Linked DNA regions of Capsicum annuum: region 1 is linked to region 2. A link is a contact called in public Hi-C data. All regions are on one chromosome and are shown on one strand. The core of a region is the stretch at or near the end of the contact, and the rest is flanking DNA. Distances in the headings are between cores, read along the strand shown.

Region 1 (2,701 bases), core at 32-2,531, 130 kb after region 2:
ACTGATGATTTGAATGAAGAAAAAGCTGATCTTTTCTTGCTCGTCGCAGATGTAACATCATCATCTTGCTTAGAGCTGGAACTCTGCTGAATCAAGGAAGAAAATCAGTCTCCATACACTAGCATATTAGTTTAGATCAATCAATCAGTTAATCAAACCATCAATTAATCAACTTCTTAATCTCATTTGCAAGGGTAACTATTGGGTAACGCCCAAATCCTGCCATTGTGAGTTCAAGTGATGGGCAGGCGTGGCCAGGGGCGGAGTCATGGTCGAACATGGTGCTAGGCCTAGCTGATGAGTTTGGTAAAGAAGTAAAGCTGCATGTCATTTCTATCAGCTATGACGTCTAGCACGATGATAAGCGCTTGATCCTAGCAGTAACAATGACATCTACTATATCTAGAGTAGAAATTCAAGTAAAAACCACAGGTGTGAGTAGAACATGTTTACCTTCAGCAAAGGTTTCTCTGTATGAGATGTTTCACTAGGCTCTGATCCTGAAATTGTTTCTTTGGATTCTATCTCCAAAGCTACACGAGTTAAAGGAGCGGCATTTTCTTTCTCCTTCACATCAGCAAATCCTTCCAAGGAACTATTGACATTGGAATCTACTGCTAGGGTATTGGCACCTTCTTGGGTATTTTCTTGTTCAAGCAAAGCTGCAGCCTTTTGGGCAGCTATTTTCTTGTAATGAGCTTCAAAGAAAGCTTTTTTCTGGGCAACAGAACCTGGCTGTGCATACCTCTCTGCTTCCTCAACATAACGCTTGTGGGGGAATGTGGACCATTTCTCCCATGCCAATGACTCCGAAGTAAATCTCCCAAGAGAAATTGACTCACCTAGAGCACGCATGCGATGGCCCTGAATTTACAACGAGAAAAAATAAAATAAAACAAGGAAGTAGAAGGAGACACAGAGATGAGATTGTTCTTCAGAAGATTACATAGTATATACAATGTTATACTCTTTTTACGTACAGTCTGGTTACTTCTTCATGTGTTTACTTATTTTATATTTTGTTTTCTCTAGTGAAACAAAGTCATAATAGTATGTAGTACCTGTTTAGCTTCATTGGGTGGTAAGGCAGAAGTGTAAGAGAAGGCATGCATAAGACGAGCTGAATCTCCCATTACAGGACAAGCAACAAAACAAACTAGGGAACTGGAACAGTAAAAGAATGTTTCAAGAAAAATTTACTACGATTATTGTTCTGTTGTTGTTTCCCTTAAAAGTCTTAGCATGTCATAAATCATTTTCTCTCACATGCCCCTTTTCTGTTATATGGATCTTGCCGTTTTAAATTTGAAATTCAAATGAAAAAAAAGTGTAAAAGAGAAACTTTGTTTAAAGGTGTAGGCCCCCCTGCTAGCTGAGGCAAAAAAGGAAAAAGGAAATTCTACTTGCTTGACTAATACAGAAAGCTTAGGTCTTTTTCAGTTGAAGGTGGGGCCTTGTATCATATACTTCAAAGTTTCGATTGTTTCGGAAAATGGCATGTGGCAGATGATTTTCTGATTATGTTGAATGACGAATGTTACATTGTAACGAATGGAGTATTTTGTTTCATTTGTAAATAATCCAAATATAGTATGAGCAACAAATCTACAGTGACGTTTGGAGAAGAAAATAGTTTTGATTTTGTATGTTTTCTGTCAGCGTTTAGGTAAATTTTAATCATCATATTAGAGGATGGCGCCTCTATGTGAGACTTGTATTGCAGAGCAATAAGAGGAAAACACACTGCTAAGGAAACGGAGAATGTTGTTTTCCAGCATATTCTTGCAAGTGATTGGACATGGGATCACTGTTTGTGTTTCTCATCATTAGTTTTTTTTTTCCCAAGATGTGCTTATTTTACATAAGACTGCTATCTGTAAAATTGACAGGAGAAATTTCATGTGTTTGCAACAACAAATGCAACTGGTTGAACCACCTGTTGTTATTATGTCATTTTTCAAGTGAAAAACTGGAGTAGCAGCTTAGCATAGGAAACCATTTAAAACTTACCAAGAGTGAAAGCGCCATATCAAATAGATGGACCCAAGCAAATACCATTATTAGCAAATAGTACAGTTAATACTATTTTTTCACATGCTCACAACATGCTACTGCTGTACTTCAGAAAATCTACAGTGCAGTGACAATGTTAGACACGAATAACTTCTGTGCGCCAAAAATAAAAAAGTAACAATGATTTAAGGAAGAAAGCATATGGCAAGTTGTACTACTTTGCTTTGAATTAAGAAAATATTGGCTGTTACAGTTGCTGGATATGGGGGTCTCAGAGAGAATTTGTCTTCAATAAGTGAAAAAGAGGCTAGAATGAATGAGAATACCAGTCATCAAACATGTTTTCGAATCTTCTTTGGAAACAAAATAAATGACCCAAGAGAGAATTAGTATCTTCCATTCATGTTCATTGTTTTTGCTCTATCGTTCCTTCAAGCTTGTCTTCATAACATCTAATGCCTATCCTCAACGGGGCCATCACAAGACCATGTCCATTCGTATCTTGTGCTGTTTCATCAGTTCAGAGTTGCATAACCTGCCCATTTGCATCTCATGAATCAGAATGTCTGTAGTTCTCTTTCCCTTGTAATCCGTGCTCCTCTTTTTCAGTCCTTCATTGCCTCATTGCGATGACTACAGTAACAACAAACAAACCAGGGGTCTAGAAGGGTAGAGTGTAGACAACCAG
Region 2 (2,780 bases), core at 79-2,578:
TGTAACTAGTGGCACAAGCAGGATTTTGTGCTAGAGGCAAGATAATTCATTTTTTTAAATGCATCCTTTGGTTTTGTGAGACTAGATAGTGTCTTCTCATCTGTGTCCAACCCTTGATGGGCAGAGATACCTGGTATTTGTGTTGACAGTTGGTCGTAGGTGCCCATAAAAAGTTGGTTGAGGTGCGTGAAAACTGTTGTGGGCCCATCATAGAAAAAAAGACCCGGTACTCTTTCCGCCTAAATTACTACAAAGCAGGTGGTAGGTACAATGAATGAGCTATCATCTTTCTTCTTTTGGTGACCAGAGAAAGAAAAGGGGATGAATCAACTCTCTTTTAAGTGAGAAAATCTCAACAAATGATTAGCAGCAGTTTTTTAGGCTAAGGGGAAGAGACATATTACCTTCTTTAATGCCACTTTAACTCAATCTGATGTAATTCCGGACGTCCTGCCCAACTAGTCACTTGCCTCTTTTGCTTTTCAAATGAGGTTGGTGGCTTGCTTTCCTATACATTCCACACATACCCCTGGGGCTTTTTTTTTCCCCCCTGTATCTTTGTCATTTTCCCCATCTTTTTAAAAGGAGTTAAAAGGTCTTTCATCATGGAAATCTTAGCTCCCAAATCTCAGTAAATATAAGCAAGCAGTATGAAGTTGCAAAATCTTCTTTTAAGGGTTATTGGTTTTCGTATATTTTGTAATCAAATGACCAAAGTAATGAACCAGATATTGAAACTAGCATATTGGAAGATCAGTAATTCAGTATTGCCAAGATAACTATAGACAGACGACTATGATGTTATAAGCTTCTTCCTCTCGACTAAATTTGTAATGTCCTTGGCAAATTTATTTTTTGTTGGTTTCCTTGATCAAACTAGAATCACTGAGGACATAAAGCTAACCTTTCTTTCCCTTTTTCCTTTTCTATTTGGAAAAAAAAAAAAAAAATAGCTCAACGAAATATAGTTTTTGATATTGCTGGCTAACCGGGATGACATGAATTTAATCTCACGTATCAATAATTGAAGAATAAATTCGCTAGAAAAGTAGGGCACGAGATAAGACTATTATAAAAAGATATTGGTATAAAGAATAAAATATGATCAACAATATATATAACAACTAAAACAAACGTAATATTTACACTGACAATACATTACCATGGGTAAGTTTTTGAACAAATTTACAGTTTTTGTAAAACTTTATTCAAACACCACCATACATACTCCATACAATGAATTCTCAGTGATTCTATCATAAAAGATGAAAGTGATAAATGGAGAGAGAAGATAAAGGGGGACCCTAACCGACCAATAACCACATTATATTCCACGTTTTCTGTCGGCTTTAGTCGTCTAGTGTATGTCGTCAACATGAGTAAAAATAATATCCAGAGTGTAAAGTTCTTTTCTCTTCTAGAATTTCGATTACTACTAAAAGAGAAATATACTTACGAATATTGATCCACAATCAATGAGTCTTCCTATCTATAATATTTCCATTTCAAGCACTTAATTTCAATCTTAATTAACAACCAAGAATACCCAAAACTCTTTAAGAATGGGAGGGGTAACTTCATCAATGGCAGCCAAGTTTGCATTTTTCCCACCAAATCCACCTTCATACAAGCTTATTAAAGATGATCTGACCGGTCTTTTGCTGCTTAGCCCTTATCCTCATCGTGAAAATGTTGAAGTACTTAAGTTGCCAACTCGTAAAGGTACTGAGATTGTTGCTATGCACGTTAGGCATCCTATGGCTGCCTCAACTCTATTGTATTCACATGGAAATGCGGCAGATTTGGGTCAGATGTATGAGCTTTTCATTGAATTGAGCATCCACTTGCGGGTTAATATCTTAGGGTACTTTACTCTCTCTTTCTCTTTTCTTTATCTCTTTGAAAAGTCTTGAGTGCGAGAAAGCTGGCATATACAACTTGATTATAGAAATAAAAGGAACTTGATTTTTAGCAAGTTAGGGACTTGTATGCTAGTTTTAGGGATCATATTTTAGTGTTACAAAAGAACCTCTAGTTTTAGATATCTTAATTTGCTTAAAAGACTAACTTTTTTTTTAGTATTGGAATGGAATTGGGTACAAGTAGAGCTGGGTGGAGTGGATGATTTATATAGCCGATGCGGATTCCTGAATGGTTTAATTTGGGATTGAGGTGTAGTAGTAATATTGGTTATTCTACACGTTTGCTAACCAACAACATACCCGGTGTAATCCCACAAAGTGGGGCTGAAGCTTCTAGTAGTTTCTAAATTTTTAGTTTTGGGTCAGCCTGGGAGACTGGCCGCTTTCCTTTTTTTTTTTTTTTTTTCATTGAGTAGATGGAAGCAAGAGCTTTAACACTTTAGATTCTGATATTGGGATTGCTTTTATTTCCTAATCACGATTACCAATCCTGGTATTGCTTTGAGAGTACTTTCAAATATATAGGATATATAGAATTTGCGAATTTGTTGTTCTGTCGTGGCCTGTTGCTGTTTAATGCCTCGTGGCAACAGGATTAGCTGATAGTAGACAGTATATGAAATTGAATCTTCAACTTCCAAGGATATAATCAGATTATGAAAACAAGAGTCGACACTCATTTTACGTTACCTCTTTCCATCACTCGCCTAGAGGTACCACTAGCATCTAAGTAGCTCCTACGTTGGAAGTTACTGGATTATAATCCTCAAATCCTAAATCATCGTTAACCCTAGATTTTCCAACTTTTATCAACTGTTACCGATGTGGTTGATGGTAAAATAGACGGTTAAAGTCAGC

Evidence for each region. Hi-C and Micro-C count contacts between places; a contact is called where the count stands out from the background.
Region 1: a Hi-C map of leaf shows a contact between it and region 2, with 3 times the contacts expected there. The contact joins the promoter of LOC107858831 here to the promoter of LOC107858829 in region 2. A contact is called at or near these places in 3 of 5 Hi-C or Micro-C datasets (bud, leaf and placenta).

The regions. Positions count from the first base shown.
Region 1 is chr2:101,828,552-101,831,252 of UCD10Xv1.1, forward strand. LOC107858831 (protein WVD2-like 7) reads right to left here and starts at 1,282. Exons shown (of 9, transcript XM_016703623.2): 1 at 1,062-1,282; 2 at 454-864; 3 at 1-86. The coding sequence starts at 1,133.
Region 2 is chr2:101,697,727-101,700,506 of UCD10Xv1.1, forward strand. It overlaps LOC107858829 (alpha/beta hydrolase domain-containing protein 17B), which reads left to right and starts at 1,329. Exons shown (of 5, transcript XM_016703621.2): 1 at 1,329-1,864. The coding sequence starts at 1,563.